Regions from separate parts of the Drosophila melanogaster genome. Here region 1 is linked to region 2. Evidence: chromatin contacts called from public Hi-C data. All regions are on one chromosome and are shown on one strand. The core of a region is the stretch at or near the end of the contact, and the rest is flanking DNA. Distances in the headings are between cores, read along the strand shown.

Region 1 (3,570 bases), core at 165-2,664, 46 kb before region 2:
TTTTGGTATCTCTCTAAAATACTTCGTTACCACGAATTCGTCGTATTGCTTATCGGTAATAACAGTTTTTTTTTTTTCGTCTTTACTTTTTTTTTTTTGTTTTTTTTTTTGAAACCAATAGCCGACTAGCCAGGTAATCTCTTCGCTAGATTCCGATGAGTAAGTTATTTCCGATCAATTTCCAATTGCCGAAGCTCGCACACTCTCGTTCAGGATAGACCAATCCTCTCCGAGGTGTTTGAAAGTAGTGTTCCATCGAGTTAACATGATTGTTGCACTCGGTGCGTTGTTATTGTTATAATGGTACGCAACACGCTATTATTGGCTATCAGATGATAGATGTTTAGGGAGTGCAATGCATTCGAGTCTTTTGCTTTCAGTTAACAGCGAACAACGTGCACGTGCTCATGAGAGCCACCGTCTGCCAAGACGTACTTGCTCAACTGATTAACTGAGATCCGTGCAAGAGCACCGGGTCCATAGTCCCTCCCATATCCTCACCCAGTGTACATTCTCTTCTTGGAGCAGCCAGTATTGAAGCTTTCCGGAGCAGCGAGACCCACCCATATCTAACCGCCTATATGTAGACTGCCAAAAAACTGATAAGATTATGAGTACGTATATCTAGGTGGCGAGCACATCAGCTGACTAATCGGCACCGTGCCCGGGATACATTTGGAGCGACATTTGGATGGCATGTTTCCCACTTGGGTTGGGTTCACTGTAGTGCAGAGCGTAAGATATATATACGTATATCCATCCAGCCGTTCGTCACCATGATCGTGGTTAAATTCTATCCAAATTCAACATCTTCTCGTCATTTTACGGTCCATAAATTTCGATAAGAGAGATACGGATATCGACGACATCCAGGGGCAGTTCTTTTATCACAAAGCTTTATCACTTTAAAGGCCATATGTAGTGGAGAACGATAGCTTTACACGACCACCTTGTATTTCACAATTTAATTGGCGTATTAAGTCTTAAGTCGTAGGTCTTTGAGATAGTTTTGTAAATTGAATAGTTGGTTTTTTTTTTAAATATTAAAACATAATCTTTTCGCACACACACACACACACACACGATTCTTCAAAACCCATGAAGCTATGCTAATTTGTTGCAGAATGTAAAAATATTCGAATGCCAGAATGTTTTCTTAGTTGAAATATCTGAGCGATGGTCAAACCTACCATTTTTCTGGCGATTAATTTGAGTTTGAAGAGTTGTAGTGCTGAGTCGTTTTGCACCGGAAGTCCTCTGGCCAAACAAACGGGTAAACAAACAGCGAGCTTTGCGGGCGAAATAAAATATATGTATGTACAAGACCGCTTATGGATCACAGATATAATATATATAGACTTTTGTATATATACTATACATATAGATTATTGTACACAGAATCGAAAGGAAAGAGAGACCTTCCACGCGCAAACTGATCTATTGGCAAACTGTCGAAGAATTGTTGATACCGATACCACGAACAAAGTCGCCATTCACATGGGCTAGCCTGGCGGACCTTTCCATGCATGTTCATGTATATTATATATATGTATATATATAAATATATATATGTGTGCATATATACGCCATTATTTATTCCCATAGCCAAACCCATACCGTACCCATATCGCACCCAGGCCGGGGTTTTACCAACATTTAGATACATATTCCTAAATGCGTTCATAGTCAGTGCATTGGCACTCTTTAATAGTTGGTAGTACCATGCTGGGCCATACGATCCTCAGAGCTACTCTCTTAGCTCATTTTTTGTTTATTTTTTAATATAGATTTTGTTTTTTTCGCTCTCGCGAGCGAATAAGCCAGCGGTTTTGTAGAAGAGATAATGTCGATAACAACAATCTTATCGCTCAACATTGAACGCATTGAACGGACTTCACACACGAACACATTACATATCCGTCGGGGCTTACGGACAAGCCTATCTAAAATCGTGCAACTTCCACATTGACTCACTTATCCCAAAAGCGAATGTTCCATGACCGATGAAACTTATAACGGGCTTCGACATGAGTCAATGGTAAACTATTCGCGAATGGTATGAAGACTATACGATAAGAAAAGAAAGGAAGTCAAATATAATAATCCTATCTATGTTGCATTTTTGCATTTTGGTGTAAGCTACCATTACGGAGGAGATATTAAGTAAGTTGTGAATGGCAAACGTATGATATGATAATCAATTACAGAATATGATAATTACATGCACTTTGGAGCCATAGGAAAACCACCCATCAGAAGGCATTCGTGGAGAACAGAGGCCATGATCTTAAGCATAAGCTAGCAATGGAGGATAAGCCAACATGGCGGATGAGTAATATTTTAAACATATCGAATGTTTTCAAGCATCCTCCATATTTGCCCTATTAATACCTCTTAACATAGCTAACTAACAATGTCAGTTTTAAGTTAATTTTCTATTTTTTAATTAACTCTTGATTTTTATAAGAATTTCAATAAAATAAAGAATGTAAATTTTTTATGTTAAAGCTTTGCCAGAGACGGTAACCCATTTAAGCTTTAGCAAAAGCTTTATGGCGTTAGCTTTTAAGCTGATCGAAAATCAACAACGACATTCATTTCCACATTCGGGAAAAAGTTTATCATATAGATTATAGATTATAAATTACACCATTGGGTATAATTTACACTATATTTTCGGGCTTAAAATACTTACTTTTAGTTCTTTCTTGCCCACATATCAAATAAACAAGAAGTAATTATAGGGTATCGCCTAGTCGGCTCTATAGTTGTCTACGAATGCCCAGAAGCAGAGAGTCCATAGCTCAAAGACCTTCATTTACTTTTGAAAATAGCCCCAAGTGCCACTGCTATAATCTAAGTGTTTAGCTGATTAGACCAGTGATTAGGGTAGTATGTAAGCCGATATCAGCTGGATTTGATATTCGAATTTAAGAAAGGCGATAGTACTAATCAGTTAAGGGAAAGCGTTGGCACATTTGGTGTGAAGCAATCTTTGAATGCTTACAGCAGTTCGACATGGTTTGAAGAGGAATGGCCAAATCGATGATATGGCAGCCAAAAATATTAAAATTCAATTTCATTATTAATAATCTGACATGACATGAGTCCATCTAATCTAAGCTGCGAGCGTGCCTAATAGCTACAACTTAGCTTGGACTAATCTGTCATCGGCAAAACGACGGAAATAAGTATAGGCTTCTTTTCAATGGGATACCTATTGTGACAGGGCCACTTGGGAGCCAAAATAGGTTTTATATAAGCGGAAAATGGAACATTATCTTTATCATATGCCAATTTATGTATGTGGCTAATTCAGGCTGGCTAACTTCAGTTCAGTCTAACGTCTGCTCCGAAAGGCACCACGCGTGCCAACCACCTAATGATTATCCGAATGAGCAAATATTACACTCTATATAGTTCATTAAATACTGGTAACGAATGGGAGCTGACAAGAAAAAGTCTGCGGATCCGCTGCGGATTCAGATTGGCGGCATCGAGAGTCGCCAGCAGAAGCCTCTCAATCGGGTGACGACCACCAAATACACCTGGTTCACATTCCTGCCCCTC
Region 2 (3,397 bases), core at 422-2,921:
CCTTAAAACATACCTTTTAAAATGTTGTAACGATTGCCTCGAACCACTTGCCATAGAACAGAAAGACCTCTTCTTTCCACATTGTAGAGGCTATGAAAATAATATTATTGTTTGAAAGCGGTCAATATATATTGCAGAAACTTACACTTTGGTATAAATATAGAAGCAATGTGAATGTAAGCCAATAACGGATATTAAGTCCACTAGTAAGGCTATCTGGAATGTAAAACCCAAGCATCCAATCATTCCAATGGCCAAGAAAACTTGTCGTACTAAAGGTTCAATGAAATCTGTAGTAAGAGAACAATGTTATCAATCTTATCATGCATTTAAGTAGACCCAAAAGCTTACCCAAAAATGTTGACCACAGCTCAATATGATATTTGAAGCAGTCGAGAAAGAAATTATTTAAATGTATATTTAGCTTGAGGCCAATGGGACTGCCCTCTAATACTTTCAACAGGCCGTACAATTCGTCAATAACGTACTACAATAGATAAGCAATAAGTTAATGTCACATATGTAAAATCAAATTTGTATGGCGGACATACATGAGATATTTGTATTAGAAAATCACCAGGCTGTGTGGCAAGCGTAAATAGTATTAGCATCAATATAATCCCCAGTATTCTATCAAGAACTATATTAGCCGGTCGAGATCTGCTTGATAGAAACTAAGTAATAGTAATATGATATTTAGCATCATCGATTTAACCCAACTACCTTTTATCACATGCTGTCTGCCATTCCTTGAAATGCTTATAAATAGTTGTGTGAACCATAATGCTGTTGATAAATACATTTTCCGCCATATATTCGAATATCTTAATTGGAGAATCGGCAATGAGTGTTAAGCCATATTGGATACTCTTGTTGGCATTATTGTTTGCCTTGTTTTGGTTGTCAGCAGTTGGTTGATTCAGTCTAGAGAGCTCCAGAAAGTCGCAATCGGTGCTATCATTATCATTGTATTCCAAAGATCGCCTATTTTCAGATTCACCAGATACGAACAGATTTCGTACCATTTGCTTGTCGTAGAGAATCACTTTAATGTGCTTCAGATATTCGGGCGTAATGCCCAAATAAACCAGTGTTATATTCGCCTGACTGCTATTGTATGTGAAACACAATCGCATATTGAACTTAAGAAATTGGTTCTGGTCCGCATTGAAATCCTCGTTGAGAATAGAGCCCAGGAAACGCAGATTGCCCTTTTCATGATTTATGGCCTTGTCACTGAACTCCAAATCTGATGCTTCCAGCACGTAATACGATACGACATTATCTTCATTTATTTGCACTTGGCCGTACAAATTGGTTGACTTATTGAGGTAATAATAGTTGACCGGTAAATATATCTTAATGCTCATAATATAATCGATTAACTGACAAAAACACCGGTATTTCTTCTCTCAATCAAAACAAAACAAATACAGCATGCTTGAGAAGGTGGTATACAATTGAGTGTGACGTCACCGTTTGTTGATTAACAAACTAGGGAGTACAGAATAGTTGCAGAATCGTATATGTCAGATGTCGCTTAAGCGTGTATTTTTATGTATGTATGTATATTATTATTATTATATTATTATGTATGATTATGTATAATAATTTATATAAATATTTTGCAGTAATGGACACCCTACAAGTGAAATTTATGTCGATAAATCGTTCAACGACACTTCGAAACTGCCAGTGTCGCACTGTTAGCCCTCGGCTATCGGTGGTCCATTCCATTGTTTCTCAGTTTTCACGTGTTCTTTTTTAAGTCGTTTCTTTTATATTTGCGTTAATATACGCAATAGAGGGACACATTTTTCTTCGGCATTTTAAAGAGTTAAAATTGTTTTCGTGTTAAGAAATATTAATTTTATTTAGCAACAAGAATGGGATATGATGGTGAGTTCAATGAAGAGAGCAAGTAAAGGGCCGCACTGAATTTGATGCCCAAGTGTGCATAAATAGATGTTTATGTATATATATGTATGCATACATACATACAACTATAAATGTATGCAAAGAAAGTGAAAAATGTGCAACTGAATTTGTTTATCGCGGCAACGCAGCCTGCTCCTTGTTTCATTTTTTTTTATATGTAAAAAAGGTCTGTTGAATTAGGGTTTTGTTAATAATCGCATTCATTCTAGACCGGTTGTTTTTTTTTCTATTTCGATGTTTCGCTCATTCATACATTCATACATACGTACATACGTTGAGTTTTGAGTCTATTTTTAATAGAATACAGTGCATTTCGGGATGGAAATGAATTTTGAAGATAAATATGTGAATATCGACAATAAAGGCGAGTTCTTATGACCATAAATGCTTCTAACCATACACCATACACCGAAATGTGTCCTTGTTCATGGCTTACATATGCGCGTGTGCCCGTGTGTATGGCTAAATTTGTGTGCTCTTCCTGGGTGAGGTGGACAGGGACGGGACACATTTGCGAAAATAGCGATTGGAGAATCAACATATTTAATTCCTATCGTATTTGCAGACCGTGAACGCGATCGCGAGAGACGCCGACATCGTTCCCGCTCTCGGGACCGCCATCGCGAACGCTCCAGGGATCGACGCCATCACCGGAACTCGAGGCGCAAGCCGTCGCTTTATTGGGATGTACCGCCGCCGGGATTCGAGCACATCACCCCGATGCAATACAAAGCCATGCAGGCGTCCGGACAAATCCCGGCAAGCGTTGTGCCGGATACACCACAAACGGCAGTGCCCGTGGTCGGATCGACAATTACCCGACAGGCGCGTCGCCTGTACGTTGGCAACATTCCGTTTGGCGTCACCGAGGAGGAAATGATGGAGTTCTTCAACCAACAGATGCATTTAGTTGGGCTCGCCCAGGCGGCCGGCAGTCCCGTCTTGGCATGCCAAATTAACTTGGACAAAAACTTTGCTTTCCTCGAATTCCGATCGATTGATGAAACCACCCAGGCCATGGCATTCGATGGCATCAATTTGAAGGGGCAGAGCTTAAAGATTAGGCGTCCGCACGATTACCAGCCCATGCCGGGTATAACAGATACGCCGGCAATTAAGCCCGCTGTTGGTAAGTAAACAAATATCCTAATTTTCATTGGCACACGGTCTAATCAAATAACCACCATTCCACATTCCAGTTTCCAGTGGAGTTATTTCGACAGTGGTTCCGGACTCGCCTCACAAAATCTTCATCGGAGGTCTACCAAACTATCTGAATGACGATCAGGTTGGTTCAACATTGAAACGTTTCCATTCGAATTCTCATAAACATTTGTATCTTCTGCTGCTGTAGGTTAAGGAACTGCTTTTGTCGTTTGGCAAGCTACGAGCCTTCAACCTGGTTAAGGATGCCGCTACTGGGTTGAGTAAGGGTTATGCTTTCTGTGAATATGTCGAT

Evidence for each region. A called contact is a pair of places that touch in the nucleus more often than the background predicts.
Region 1: a Hi-C map of the Kc167 cell line shows a contact between it and region 2, with 4 times the contacts expected there. The contact joins the promoter of CG4301 here to the promoter of U2af50 in region 2. A contact is called at or near these places in 6 of 107 Hi-C or Micro-C datasets (the D17-c3 cell line, the Kc167 cell line, the S2 cell line and 2 more).

The regions. Positions count from the first base shown.
Region 1 is chrX:16,403,353-16,406,922 of dm6, reverse strand. It overlaps CG4301, which reads right to left and starts at 1,414. Exons shown (of 9, transcript NM_001258783.2): 1 at 1,191-1,414. The coding sequence starts at 1,193. CG9981 reads left to right here and starts at 1,801. Exons shown (of 9, transcript NM_001272682.2): 1 at 1,801-2,134; 2 at 2,208-2,426; 3 at 3,360-3,570. The coding sequence starts at 3,442.
Region 2 is chrX:16,357,313-16,360,709 of dm6, reverse strand. It overlaps U2af50 (U2 small nuclear riboprotein auxiliary factor 50), which reads left to right and starts at 1,671. Exons shown (of 5, transcript NM_057543.4): 1 at 1,671-1,899; 2 at 2,504-3,067; 3 at 3,138-3,226; 4 at 3,293-3,397. The coding sequence starts at 1,887. PIG-Q (Phosphatidylinositol glycan anchor biosynthesis class Q) reads right to left here and starts at 1,567. Exons shown (of 8, transcript NM_001298394.1): 1 at 724-1,567; 2 at 552-660; 3 at 352-487; 4 at 146-290; 5 at 14-90. The coding sequence starts at 1,370.